4 separate regions of the Mus musculus genome follow, and regions 1, 2 and 4 are each linked to region 3. The links are chromatin contacts, called in public Hi-C, HiCAR-type and HiChIP or PLAC-seq maps. All regions are on one chromosome and are shown on one strand. Each heading gives the region's core, a stretch centred on a gene start, on an enhancer-like site or on the middle of the called end of the contact. The rest is flanking DNA. Distances are from core to core; before and after follow the strand shown. Region 1 has its middle 30 kb from the start of Gm40998. Region 2 has its middle 43 kb from the start of Gm40998. Region 3 holds the start of Irx2 (Iroquois homeobox 2). Region 4 overlaps 1700112M02Rik (a long non-coding RNA gene).

Region 1 (3,482 bases), core at 212-2,711, 1.3 Mb before region 3:
TTCCAGTACAGAGGGGAACTTTACTGACTGATGGTGATCTGAGCTTAGTATTTGATTACAATCTTGCAATCCAGTTTAATTGACCATTAGTCTGAATTGAGTGTCATCGCCATATCATTGTATTGTGGTAGGGTGTGTCATTTGTTCTTCCTAAATGAAAATTATTAAAATGTACTTATGTGAGAAATACTCACTTGATCATCAGCTGTGACTCTTATAAACTGACCGGAACCAAATAATTATTTATAAAATAATTACACCAAGTAGTGAATAATGGGGATAAAATCTGTAATTACATTGTTTTAGACACATGTATTTATCATGTTTTCAAAGTAAAACTTGGTATTCAAAGACTTAAAGGTTTATTGAAATATAACCACAGAAATTATAACATTCAGTACATAGTGTAATTGCACAAATTAAATGTCTCTTTTGGCTTTATAATTCCCAATTATGTTACTAAACTTGAAAATATATTTTAATGGTTTCACAGGAATGAATGGATTTGGAATCATCATGCAGAATCACAATAAAGTTAAATGACCTATTTAAGTCCCAGATAAATCTGTCTTATCTAGAACAGATGATTTTCAAAGCCCTTAGGCATATTAAATACAGGGAAGAAATAACAGATTCAAACGTATAGATGTTGGCACTAGTGATGGATCTGACAGTCTCTCACATCAAGTTTTCAGAATTTTTTTCAGAAGTCTTAGAGGAAAATCGAACATTCTGCTGATTGTTGGGAAAAGTTTTCAAAATTAAGATTGTTTCCTATATTCTTAATTATATATATATATATATATATATATATATATATATATATATATATCCTTGCAGACAAGAATGTCCTCTCTCTCAAGAGCCAATCATGGCACTCAAAGAGTCTCCTCTGCTGTGCTGACCCTCCTCTTTTTAGGTATGATACACAAAGATAGAATGGATAACATCACCCTAACAAGGATCACTAAGGAATAGCACAGACATTGGCCACTTGGTTAAAGTCTCTGAATTGTTCATGTTTCAGAAATACTGTTACCCTGGCCCATAACTTCAATAAACTTCTCGGTTTTAATACTTTCTATTTGTTCAGTAGTTCAAATTCAAGGCTGTTTCACCAGTCCACGTGGTTTTACTCATCCTGTTCAGGTCAGGAGCATTGGTGGTCCATATACTATGTTTATTTGTGTGAGTTTTCTTGGGGCAATGTGAACATAGGTCTAATCACCCCAGACAGAAAGTCAGCAGCAGGCTACAGGAAATATTTCTTTTCAGTCTAGCTTGGTGAGCAAACAGATTTGGGGAGTTACTCACGGGACCATGGATAAAAGGTTGCTTTAGAGGGTGTTGGTGACTCAGCAAAAAACATCTGATTGACTCAAAGTCCACGTCCACATGGAAAGGTTTATTCCAGGGCCTTCCTGCCTAACTCTCATCTCACGTAGCAACTCTGTCATCCTCTATCTCCAGCTGCTGTTTACATTTATATGACTTTTAGGATGTGGTGACTCTTACAGCTTCTTGAATATTCCAGGCCTTATTGGTTTCCTTAGCTTTCTAAGTCTCCTTAGCCTAGCTCCACCTTCCTAGAAGGACAGCTCAGTTCACAGGACATGGCTACAAGGCCACCTCCTGTGTGCCCATCAGACTCAGCATAGAGAAAAGGAAGGATTATATTGTGGTGAGGGATGAGGCATGGTGTGGGCTTCCATGATTTGGTTCTATGGTTTAAATAGCTTCTTGGGGGATCCCCTTCACCAGGTTGAAGTGAGCCATCATGACATTGATCCTGTAGCACCCTGGTGAGCAACCCCAATGCAGTTTGAGAGCAGCTTTGCTAGGTTCCAGGGGAAAGCAGATCATTGGAAGAAACACCTGATGATGCCCAGGTGGGCTTCCCTGGGGAAAAATGGAATTGACACCAAGTACCAAACTGACAAAAATGCGTATTTGAAAAAAATAAAGATAAGGGAGGCAGCTGCTTCTGGCCTACCTGCAGTTTTATTGTTACATTTGTTGATGACCCAAAGCCTCAAGTTACCATGAACACTTAATCAATGTTTCAGCTGAGGTTAAAAATATCACTGATATAAGGAATTAATCCAACTGAGAATTTTCCATCAAGAAATTCCTACCATTTCACTGAGCATGGGGTCCCTAATGAATTAGTTAGAGAACGAACTGAAGGAGCTGAAGGGGTTTGCAGTTCATAGGAAGAATAATATCAACCACCTTAACCCCCTCCGCCCCCAGAGCTCCCAGGGACTAAACCACCAACCAAAGAGTACACATGGAGGAACCCATGACTCCAGCTGCATATTTAGCACAGGATGGTCTTATCTGGCATCAGTGGGAGGAGAGGCCATTGGTCCTGTGAAGGTTCGATGCTCCAGTGTAGGGGAATGCCAGGGCAGTGAGGTGGGAGTGGGTGGGTGGGAGAACACCCTCATAGAAGCAGGTGGAGGGAATAGGGATTTGCAGAGGGGAAACCTGGAAAGCAGATAACATTTGAAATGTAAATAAATCAAATATCCGATTAAAAAAAAAAAGAAATCCCCACCAACTAAGACCCCTAATGTTGGCTGTGCGTGTGCAAAGACAGAACCAAGTTAACTCAATTTTCCACTCTCTTTTCACACACTTTTCTCCAGCGCCTAGAGCAGTAATGGCAGTCAGTCTACACAGCCTGCTGTGCTTACCTGTCATGTCAGAGCCCAGCTGTTTGTTTGCCAGGCTGTGATCTATACTGTCCTATTAGCTTAATTATCTTAAAAGATCTTAAAAGCCTTGGGCTAGTGCATGCCGATTAGAAATAGGGTTAACTGGGAATAAATACACATTTAATGCTTATAATTCATTACTGCAGATGGAAAGGCCTAACTATGGCACAATATACTATTAATCACTATAATACCTGAAGTCCCATTAAGCAAATCCATTTATATTTTCTTCGGACAAAGCCCAAGCTAATTCCTCAAAGGAATTCCAAGATACCAACATTTTCTTTTCTCCTAAGCCTGAAATGCACAAAGATTTTCTGTGCGATGGCCAAGGCCACATATATGGCAAAATGATGGGGTACAGTTTTAAGGCTCACATCTCTCAGTCAAAAAAGAAAAAGCAACATTCAGACCAGTTTTAATTTTTTTTCCAAATAAAATATTTTTATACCCAATTATGGAATATGTAGCTGCTCCATTGTGATATTTTTGAATTGTCTTGAATGCCATTCAGGTTTGCAATCATGTTATGCTCTCAGAAATTATGTCTAATGAAAGAACAACTTTTCTAATTTTTTTTCAATTTGTTTATGAAAAAGTTACACATAACAAACATCAGTTTCGGGCTGAAGACAGTTAATTCTATGGTCACACTTTATGGCAAAGGCAATAAATCACATTTATAGTGGAAAACCTGACACAATATATTCTGTGCTCACTCAGTCCACAACAGAGAGGACTTAAAGAGTTTTGAAATGTTTT
Region 2 (3,565 bases), core at 984-3,483, 1.2 Mb before region 3:
GGCTAAACTGTAAATATTTTTCAGCAAGAAATTTAGAAACTGTGACATTTTGTAGAAAAACAAATCATCTCAATCCAGATGGTGCTACTGTCACCTAACGGCATCAGCGTCCCTGAGCTGTGCCATCCATATGTGGTGCCTACCTTTAGGTTTGTGTGCACTTTCTCCAAATTAAAAACATTGCTTCCTTGATGATATTTCCTTCTTTATGATATCTAGGTAGATGAATGAATATATTAAAATTCCATTGGTTTGTTATTATGGAAATAAAGGATAGATGTACTTCAACGTCTTGTTTCTGGAAATACAGTCTGGTGTATTGCCAACCACTCCTATGTACACTGTAATCTAGATTATGTCTGCCTCCCGAATTCCTTAAAAATTTCCCCACAAGACAGTGGTATCAGTAGATGAGCCATTAGATTGGGAGGGTTCCAAGCCTGGGGATTGGATTGGTGCCCCCTTCCTCTGTACAGAGCAAGACTCCATGTGCCAAGAACACAAGACCTCATCAGACACCAGTTCCTCCGGCACCAAGATACTGAAGGCATGGTACCCAGAGATGTGAGGACTGAACTTACAGATAAATGTACTTAGCACAAGCTGTTCTCCACAGCAACCTCCAAATACTCTCAGATGGTCTGAGATGAGGACTCTGGGAGTTCTTTCCAGTTTTAAGGTAGGAAACTGTGTGATGCATGATGTTGCCGGATTACTCTAAGCAGTTTGGTTTTAGTGGCCAAGATGGAAGTTTAGACACGGAATGTTTCCAGGAACATGTCTTCTAACATCTAGGTATCACTACTATATTGGGATATACAACTTCACATACTATCCCTTCCCCTCCCTGAGGACCCTTTTACTCCTCCCAAATTCAAGTCCAGAGAAACTGTGGGAGGAGGAGGAAGCCCTCTGTAATGCAGCCTTCATGACCGTGGCTGCTATTTACATATTCCGCACTGCCAGGTGCTTACTCCCAGTGGCTGTTTCTACATTCAACACTGATGTCCAGTTCAGAGGCTGCTTCGTGACAGTTCAGAACCTGTAGGCCTCAGAATTCATCAGGTGGCAACCAATGCTAGAGGGTTAGAATAAACTGGATCCTGCCTGTGTGGTGATATGCTTTCTCATTGTGTAGAAAGGCTGTTCAATTATCACCTTTAGTTTTCCTTCTGCAGTTTGTTTTTGAGCCTTCCTGTGGCGTGTAACTCTTACAGCCTTTAGAACGTATGGGTAGAATAGACATATGAGTGTATGTCTTGTGTGTGACTGGCCTTAGCCTAGGTATACACGGGACAGGAACAGAACACATAAGCAAATGCCTTGTTTTTTTTTTTTTTTTTCATAGAAGTGGTGGACAGTGCCCCTGAAGCTCAGGCATACCCTAGGATCTGGAAATCATATGTGCTTAGAGTTTTAAGTTGTATTAGTAGAGTGGGTCTTATAAATTGAGTAGAAGAGGTGATGAAATTTGCATGAAGTTATGTGGAGGAAGATAATTACCAAAACTACAGATTTCAGAGGGAATTTCCTAAGAGGCCAGGGTGGCTGGACAAAGTGTCAGAAAGCCCATTATAGAGGCGTGCCTTAAGAGATGCAGAGGCATACTTCAATATAACTAAGAGCACAGTAGGCTTGGCTGGTTGTCACTTTGAGAATGTCCTCGATAAAGGCAATAGAATGCCTAAAAAGCATTTCAAAGACATGAGGATAATGCAGGCTGAAGCCAGGGAGGTGCAACCCAGCACTGCTGCAACTGAAGTGGAAACCACATTTTAAAGGAAGTACAAACAAGGCTTTGGGAAGCCCAGGGTAGAGAATGTGGGAGAAAGCCAGGACCAAAGTGGCCTTGTGTGTGCAGGCCTGTTAGAATGCTAGGATGATGTATCTGTGTTGTCATCATGGCCTGCTCTTCTCTGATTCTGTAATCCTGAAGAGGTCTCCAGATGGCCACAGGGCTGTTCTGCTCAGAATTCTTCCCTGTGTGTACCCAGATGTACTCACTGTATAGCCTAGACAGCTCACATCCTTCCTCTACAGTCTTCTTTGGTGAGACCCTATTCCTCATGGTCTAGTGATAACTGCTTCCCATCCTCCCAGGGACGTCCCACACAAAAGGGCTTCTTATGCTGCTGTTGTTACAAACTGAAGAAAACTCATAGGGATTACCAGAGAGCTTCGGGCCTTCTGCATGACTTGTGCCTTATGTCACAGAACATTCCAAGGATTTTTTAAAAATTGATAAACAACAGAGCCCTGTGCCTGACTCACACATTCTTCTGTGATGCTTTCTAGATGTGGTCTAGCAACATGCTTTCCCTTAAAGTTTTCAGTGTCACCATTTAACATTCTCCTACTGATGCCAATGCTGTTGTTAGGAAAAAAAAAAAAAAAAAAAAAAAACACCTCTTCTTTTGCTGAGTCAGTCAACTAACTGATTGCTCTATTTTATGCTAAGAACTCAGCCAGCTGGTGTGTTCTAAGGAAGCTGTACCTGCACAGTGCCAAAATCAGTATGATGGGCAGTGAACTCGCTTGGAAAATAAAAGCAATCAGTGGCTTGATTACAATGCTTAAGATGGTGGACAATAGGGATCCAGATGGAGGTTCGTGGTTGATAAAATTGAGTTCTCTTTATTTTGTCAATCAACAGCAAGGCAACAATTGCTAGCTGAAACAGTGTTGTTGGGACACTGTGCAGGTATAAGCTATGCGTCCCACTAGAAGATAGAGAGTTGTAAATTCAAGGTGGTTTCAAACCTCCTCTTTACAGTTTTTAGGGAACACATAATAAAGAAAGATGAACAGTGCGAGGCAAAGCTTAGCTCAGCCTTGGCCACATTCTGGAACTTGCCTTAGGGTTAAGCCCCACTCCTAGCATTGATCAGCAGAGCGACAACTGTGAATGATTATCCTTTGTTTAATGAGCTTCTCAGGATCCTGTGAGTAAGCCACTCAGCTATAAGGAAATCCCTCTTCAATAATTTGGTGTTGGCGTGGTCCATAGCCTGGTTTGTTCATAGCCTAGATGTTGAGACAGCATCTCATTATGTAACCCAGAAGCTGGCCTCCGACTGAAGATGCTTTCCAACCTCTGAAATGCTAAGGTTGTAGGCACGGGTACCAGGCCCAGGTGCACAGGCAGTTTTAGAACCTCAGCTTACTAGTTCATCTTACAGGATGTGTGGACTCAGAATCAATCAGTGGATGTGTGGTTCAGAAATAGTCTAAATCCACAGGGGCAGCACAGCCATTTAAGGTGGACAGGGTCACATAGTTATAACAAAGATTCACATAACCCAGAGAGATGGGACTCACAGGCTCCTTTGCTGTCAGCAGACTAAAGCTAGCCTTCCACTGGACACAGGGGGTGGGGGGTCTGTTCTGTGTCAGTCCCTTTGTTGTTATTGTGACTATTGTTGATACAATTATTTGATTGTATTATTTTTTGATAGTCTGAAGACTTTTCAGGTAGTTAACCTATATGTTAGTCCAAGACAATCCCAGACACATTGACACATTGTACCAAAGAAAAAAAAAAACAAAATGACCCACTTTCAAATGT
Region 3 (3,491 bases), core at 297-2,796:
AATTGTCTCCAGTCCATCACTACAATTGATCCCTGGTTCCCTGGGACCTGGACAAGACAAAAAGCAGCCTGGCTGACTACAGCATTCATTCGGTGTCACGGATCTGGCTGCTGCAGGAGCTGGAGCGCCACGATCCAGGCCTAAGCAGAAGCCAGGCGCTCACAGGCAGGAGAACTCTGCCGCCCTCTACTAGCTTCAGAGCCCACCGAGAATAAAATGGAAGCTCAGGCCCGCGCGCCAGGTTTCAGAGTCCTCGTGCTCTACCTAGCAAGCTTCAAGGAGACACCTGTTGGGCGGGCGCCCCCTCCCGGGCCAGCTCACACCTGACCCCTACGAATCCCAAGCGCCCCCCATTGACGCTCCTTTACATCCAGCGTACTAGTGCCCATCCTGGCCATCGACTCCCCTCACTTGGGGAAAGGGAGCAGGTATGGTCGAGAAAGTTTAGGGGCTGGGACCTAAGGGCTCAAGGGACCCGCGAGTCAACTCCTGGACCTCAGGTTACCTGAACCACCTCACGACTGCGACACTTCACAAGCTGGCCCATGTCCTTTCGGGAAGTGGCAGTGGATACTCTAGCAAAGTCAAGTCAGCTCTCCTGACAGGAACCTCTCCCCCAATTTCGAACAGGCATTCAACTTAACAAAAGAAAACAAAAACTCTTTTTGGACCAGAGTGGCGTTTGTTGAAGCGAGTCACTCACTGGCGTGTTCCAGACGTTAACGGACATGATGTTCCTAACACGGCCTGAAATCTTCTCTGTGGACTTGGACAGAAGCCTCACCACGGGGCCTCCCACAGCTTCAAACCGAAACGCTCAGATTCCGGGTAGATGCTTGGCAGCCCAGGCACCAGGAGCAGGAGACCGGACGGGAAGCCACACGGGCAGCCTCAGCCTGGAGTACAGGCGGACAGAGGACTGTAGAAGTGGGATGCCCAGGCAACTCTGCAGGTGTCTCCACACTGCCCTCCATCTCCCTGCGGTGTCTGCCCTGGACACCGCATGCGACCTGGGCTGCTATCTTCAGGGTGATGAGGGGTGCCCGATCCGTATGTTCTCCAGGTGGATCGGACCTGGCCCGACTGCAGGAGGCCTTTGCTGACCAGTGCTAGGCGAGCAAGAGCGCCGGCAGTGCCCGGATGGGGCCCCGGGAAGGAGAAAGGTGGCTGGGCCAAGGCGGGAGTCGGCGGCGGGGTGCGCGGACGTGGCTGAGAGGATGTGCCAGTGGGAGGGGGTGAGCGCTACGCCCAGTTTGGCCAGGCTGGGCTTCACCGCTGCAGGCTGCGGGCCGGGGCGGGAGTGGAGAGAGGCCGCTGCGCGACAAAAGCCTGCACGTCCCTCCCTCCAGCCTCTGGCTGCCACTCCTCCGCCTTCCCCTCCACTTCCCACCCCTCCGCTCTCTGCCCCTCCCCCGGCCTCAGCGGGGCCTCGGCGGCGGGCGGAGCAGGGGAGGGGCGGGCACCAGAATATGCAGATGAGAGTGTGACGGACAGCTCGGCGTTCCAATGTCCCTCGGAAACTCGAGCGCTCCTTCCTCAACTCCTCACTCCTGACTGCAGACTCCCCCAAATCCCGACCGCCGGCCTGGCGCGCGGCTGCGCCCACCGGCTCCGCGCTGCCGCTACCGCCGCCCCGCCGATCCTCCAGCCCCGCGCCCAGCCTAGCGCCCACCAGCCCAGCCTGCTCCGGCCCGCGGCCTCGGTGCGCCCCGGCCGGGCGTGGATGGAGGGCGCCGCGCGCGCTGCCCGCTGCTCCGTGTGACGCGGGCCCCGCGCCCCGCGCCCACCATGTCCTACCCGCAGGGCTACCTGTACCAAGCGCCCGGCTCGCTGGCGCTCTACTCGTGCCCCGCGTACGGCGCGTCCGCGCTGGCGGCGCCGCGCAGCGAGGAGCTGGCGCGTTCGGCGTCGGGCTCCGCGTTCAGCCCGTACCCCGGCTCGGCGGCCTTCACAGCGCAGGCGGCAACCGGCTTCGGCAGCCCGCTGCAGTACTCGGCGGACGCCGCCGCCGCCGCGGCTGCCGGCTTCCCGTCCTACGTGGTAACTGCTTTGGGGTGGGGGCTGGGGAGACCCGGACCAGGGAGTGAGTTGAGCTGAGCGCTGGGGACGCGTTGCGGGTGGCAGCTCCAAAGTCACCAGCACCCGTTGCCGCACTAAACAAGGGACGGGACTGACCTGCAGAGCTCGTAGGCTGATTTCCCTTGAGCTCGTGCGAAGTGCTACTCCACCCGTGCCTGGGCCAAGAGTAATCTCTAATCCGCGCGTGCCGATTGCTGGGGCTGCGAAATCTGTCCACTGCTCTCCGCGTGGTTCCAAGCTGAGGGCCCCGGCTGCCCAGGCCTCTAGGGCCAATGCCGCAAGCTTTGGGTTTCTTGGCCAGACTGGTGGCGGCGGGGTCACGGGGTGGGGGGGTGGGGATGCGGGTGGGGGGGGGGTGGGGTGGGGATAGGCTGAGCCTGTGGCTCTCGCCCTAGACCCAGGCCGAAGCTCTTTAGTGTTGGCCGTTTTCTGTCTCGCTGACCCGGCTTTCAGGGAAAAAAAAATAATGTGTTAACGGGTTTGGGACCCGCTAAGTGCTGCCAGAGTTCGTAGTAGGCCTATGGGTTCCAGCTCCGTAGATCCGGGATCTGTCTGAGCATCTCTGAGTTCTGAAAACAGGCCCCGCCAGAGCGGGTCTTGGCAGTTTTGGGGTGTGTGAAGACATTGTGTATGGGCGGAGGGGGTTTGCTCTAGGTGGAATTCCCTGGGTAGGAACCAGGCCTTGGGAAAAGGTTACAAACCTCTCCTAGTTAAACGTTAAAGGATGAATTAAAATGCTAATTACTACGTAGTTGAAGAATTGGAAACGCTGACTGGCTTCTGAGTTGCAAATTGGATTTACTCTGCTTTAGAGGGTGAATAGCGGAGTGGGGTTCCGAAGTATTTTTTAAGCTACATAAGGGAGGGAAGGGAAGGAGGGAGCAGAGCGGGAAGCCTATGATGAAATTTAGATATAAAGAAACTACTTGCTGTAGTGCGGGACTATCCAGATATGTTTGCAGACACTGTTCGCGCTACTCGGGAAACTATGTCGTTTTAGAAAAAGTAAAGTGTTAAAACAAAATCCTAGAATCAAATGGCAATAGTTTTGTTTTCCAACAGCTAGCCTTGTATTTTTCTGGTTCTCTGGCTAAAGAAAGATTTCCAACCCAGAGAAGCCTAGCAGGAAAGGCAGCAAGGGGCTGACGGAGGGTCGCCTTGGGGGTGACGCCTGAGGGGCCCATGCACCTTCCACTCACAGGCTGTTGTGGGTTCCAGGGCTCGCCATACGACACGCACACCACCGGAATGACTGGCGCCATCAGCTACCATCCATATGGCAGTGCGGCCTATCCATACCAGCTCAACGACCCCGCGTACCGTAAGAACGCTACGCGGGACGCCACTGCCACACTGAAAGCCTGGCTCAACGAACACCGAAAGAACCCGTACCCCACCAAGGGAGAGAAGAT
Region 4 (3,179 bases), core at 4-2,503, 1.1 Mb before region 3:
GATGAGAGAGAAAGAGAGAAGAGAGGAGAGGGGGAGGGGAGGAGACCAGGCACAGTTGGAAAAGAAAGCCCATGTATCCAGCAAAGCATTGTAACTGTGACAGAGTTGCTAACATTGTGGTATATTTTTTTCCTAACTAGTAAAACATAGTTACAAAAACCCCATATTTAAAGTTTGTTTGCATTTTCTGCACAACTGAATAGCAGACCTGTGGTCTGGTCCTTGCTTCCTCCTTTCTTGTTTGTTTTGAAGGAGAGAGGGGTCCTGCAAAACCTAGTGAATGATGGTGCATTTTCTAAAATGATCACCTATCCCTACTCACAGCCCGTAACAAACGGAAACTCCCAAGGAACTCTGCCACAAGAGACAGAATGTCTACGTGCCTCTAGAAGCTCCTGGGGAAAGTGCCACATTTCAGTCGTGCTGAAGGATATTTAACTATATACTCACGTTCCCAGAGCCAGGGAGACACTGATGTTGTCACCCTACCGGGTGTGAACACACCCAGCCAGGGACATGTGGCTTACTCACTGCAGCTTCAGGGACATGATGGGATGTTCCTCACATCCCGGTACCCAACAGAGCATTGATAGAACCATGACTACAAATACCAAGGCAAGTGACTTTCCCAGAGGCTTGACCTTCACCATCCCTCCACGCTCAAGAACTGTGAACGGCACAGGGTGCAGAGTAACCTTCCTAAGTTTAGTGAGGGGCTTATCAGCACAGAAAACCACAAACAAAATCTAGCTTGCAATGAGAAACAGGGCTTTCCTGACCTTTATCCAGTTTTAAATCACCCCGAATCCATGTACAGTCTATGAAAAGGTGTTTGAAGTTTCCCCGTAGCTACACGTAAAAGTTCAGAGTCAGCAGCACAGGTAACTTTGGAGGCGGAGTTTGTAGGTTAGTGGTGTTCACTCTGCAGTATAGTATGTGGGAAGGGATGAGAGCCAGCGTGCTCAGTGCGCAGGCGCAGAGCCACAAGGCTGGACAAAACCCAGAAGCCACTGCCCAGCACCCATTTCTTTACAGTTGGGAAACCAGAAGCCCCAGAAATGTTTGCGTTTAAGGAAAAGCCCCAGTAATAGACCTACTCTGTCTGCGTTCCCTCTCTGCTGGGATAGAGTCCCGGAGCCATCTGCCTTCCCAGTGACAGCATGCTGCTTATGCAAATGAGGGCCTACACAAAGGTGGCTTCAGTGGAGGGTGTGACTTGTTTCCCTGGCAGGATCCCCCTACTTTAGGGACTCAGGAGAGAGCTGATGGGCTGAGCACAAAAGGTTACAGTGTAGTCTAATGTATGCGCCTTTCCTGCGGAACCCTAAGAGTGCCCCACTAAAGAGAGTTTACACCAGCCTCATCCGAATTTAAAAGAGACATTTATTGCATTCAGAGAATGTGGTGACTTCCACTGTGTGTCCCCCAGCAAAGGTCTGCTTTGAAAAGGCCTTTTATCATGCAGGAAGAAAGCGTGGTCAGCCAGGGGATAGAGAACTCCAGGGGGGAGGGCACCACTGAGCCCCAAGCAACTTTGGCTGTCAGGTTTTCCCAGTGCCCTGGGCCTGGCCTTTCCATCGCTCCTTAATTGATTGGGTTAATATAAACCCCAGCGTTGCCGAGTTTGTGTGGCCCTCATAATAAGGCTGTTGTGGGCTTCTCTCTGCTCTTGTGTCCCTCGCTTAAGAATGCATCACTCCACACAGTTCCAAAGTGTTAGCAAGTGAAAGGAGGTACAATCACTTCATTAATGATTTGTAAACAGAATAACCAAGCCGCCACCACCTGCACGGGCTCCGGAGTAGGAGACAGCTCTGTTCAAGCTCTGCCCAGTGCCACAGCCGGAATTCAGGCTGCAGAGTAAATAAATGGCCTAGCCAGCCCTTTCACACTGTTGCCAAAGGCTGTGAGTCAAGGAACGACCATGTCTTCATATTTGGAGAGGCATTTCAGAAGGACATGAGATTAGGATTTTTTTTTTAAGGAAAGCAAAGAAGCCTGCCATGAATACTGATAATTTTAGAAACAGAACATGAGTATAGATGAAGCCCAAGCAATGTGGCTGTTCTGAACAGCAGTGTATGTGATAGCAGCCTGTTTCAGGTTTGCTTTTCTCCACCCTGACCACACCCTGTCATGATAACATCCCCTAGGACGTGTCATCCTTCAGGGAGAACACAGAACTCGGGCTGCTGAAGGTGGTAGAGTCAGGGCTAAGTATGAACTCCTCTATGAACCCATGAGAGGACAAACTTCATGTTGTATTTGAAGTCATGACACATCATGGTCATGTGTTCATGGATCATTTCCATCTCTGGCACCTGTGGTCTTTGGAGGGTCAGGAGCCAGTGCTCTATTGTTTGCTTTCTGTGTGGTCCTGAGAACCCAGCTCTATGGGATACACCTACCCTCCTCCACGGCCTCAGTGGATAGGATGGCTAAAAGAGACCGGTCATCCTGTGAAATTAACACCTTCACAGGAGGAGAGTGTAGTAAAGGCGGGAAGGTTAATACCATGAACTTCCAAGCTATGCTTGTGTTAAAGCCCCACCCCACCCCACCCTTGCTGTCCTGATGGCTGCTTAGAACTTTGTTGTTGTGTCTAGAGTGTTGAGATGCTGATGGTCTAGAGGCAGATAGATTGTCTTGAGCTAACTTTAACTCCTTAATTTGGTCACTTGCTGCACACCTCTGCATCTGACTTAGCATCCTTCTTACTGTCACAGCAAACCTTTTTCAGAAGTACCAACTTAAGAGAGCATGTCTTCTTATCCAACAACGAAGAATGACATCAGACTTCATCTTAGGCCTATAGCAGAGATCCTTGCTTTCTGTGACTTGCCTACCTGATGTCCCCATGAACGTGGGAACTATTTAGATTATGACTTCTGCTTTTGTTCTATAACTATAAAAGTGCCATGATTCTGTTAACACATTGGAGAAGGTATTTGAGGCAACCCGAGTCCATGTTTCTTTCTCAACTTGGACCACCAATATTTGACTCCAGAAAAAAATTGTCTTTCACTTCTTCTAGGGAGTGAGCTATGTTTTGGCTGATAAATCAGTGAAATCAGACAGTGTGAAAGGAGGCCTTCTAAGTGGCTGTGAAATTACCCCCCAAAGGAATACAAACTAGTGTGCATTGTAGGAGACTTATGCATTGGCTGGTCACCAGTGGG

The links. Hi-C and Micro-C count contacts between places; a contact is called where the count stands out from the background. HiCAR-type assays count read pairs that join an accessible place to other places. HiChIP or PLAC-seq counts read pairs in DNA pulled down with a chosen protein or histone mark.
Region 1: an H3K27ac HiChIP or PLAC-seq map of the NIH/3T3 cell line shows a contact between it and region 3, with 5 times the contacts expected there. The contact joins the enhancer-like site here to the promoter of Irx2 in region 3. A contact is called at or near these places in 3 of 39 promoter capture datasets (the 3T3-L1 cell line, cranial neural crest and hippocampal neurons), 2 of 484 Hi-C or Micro-C datasets (embryonic fibroblasts and mammary gland) and 4 of 115 datasets of contacts at active chromatin or transcription factors (the NIH/3T3 cell line, embryonic forebrain, embryonic midbrain and 1 more).
Region 2: a Hi-C map of embryonic fibroblasts shows a contact between it and region 3, with 2.9 times the contacts expected there. The contact joins the enhancer-like site here to the promoter of Irx2 in region 3. A contact is called at or near these places in 4 of 39 promoter capture datasets (the 3T3-L1 cell line, cranial neural crest, hippocampal neurons and 1 more), 2 of 484 Hi-C or Micro-C datasets (embryonic fibroblasts and tail fibroblasts) and 2 of 115 datasets of contacts at active chromatin or transcription factors (embryonic stem cells and neural tube).
Region 4: a HiCAR-type map of astrocytes shows a contact between it and region 3, with 6 times the contacts expected there. The contact joins the enhancer-like site here to the promoter of Irx2 in region 3. A contact is called at or near these places in 3 of 39 promoter capture datasets (embryonic stem cells and hippocampal neurons), 2 of 484 Hi-C or Micro-C datasets (both in embryonic stem cells) and 10 of 115 datasets of contacts at active chromatin or transcription factors (the NIH/3T3 cell line, astrocytes, embryonic forebrain and 4 more).

What each region holds. Positions count from the first base shown.
Region 1 is chr13:71,362,655-71,366,136 of GRCm38.p6, forward strand. No RefSeq gene overlaps it. Among named protein-coding and RNA genes, the nearest start is that of Gm40998, 30 kb to the right of the region's middle. Within about 2 kb of position 1,462, at least 8 of the 459 cell types and tissues checked have an H3K27ac peak or open chromatin away from gene starts, as enhancers often do. A contact at or near this core is called in the NIH/3T3 cell line, where this site is marked.
Region 2 is chr13:71,435,683-71,439,247 of GRCm38.p6, forward strand. No RefSeq gene overlaps it. Among named protein-coding and RNA genes, the nearest start is that of Gm40998, 43 kb to the left of the region's middle. Within about 2 kb of position 2,234, at least 27 of the 459 cell types and tissues checked have an H3K27ac peak or open chromatin away from gene starts, as enhancers often do. A contact at or near this core is called in embryonic fibroblasts, where this site is marked.
Region 3 is chr13:72,627,274-72,630,764 of GRCm38.p6, forward strand. It overlaps Irx2 (Iroquois homeobox 2), which reads left to right and starts at 1,547. Exons shown (of 5, transcript NM_010574.4): 1 at 1,547-2,040; 2 at 3,298-3,491. The coding sequence starts at 1,789. It overlaps Gm20554 (predicted gene, 20554), which reads right to left and starts at 1,291. Exons shown (of 1, transcript NR_030701.1): 1 at 1-1,291.
Region 4 is chr13:71,506,543-71,509,721 of GRCm38.p6, forward strand. All of the region lies in intron 1 of 1700112M02Rik (a long non-coding RNA gene), which reads left to right. Among named protein-coding and RNA genes, the nearest start is that of 1700112M02Rik, 21 kb to the left of the region's middle. Within about 2 kb of position 1,254, at least 60 of the 459 cell types and tissues checked have an H3K27ac peak or open chromatin away from gene starts, as enhancers often do. A contact at or near this core is called in astrocytes, embryonic forebrain, oligodendrocyte precursor cells and 1 more, where this site is marked.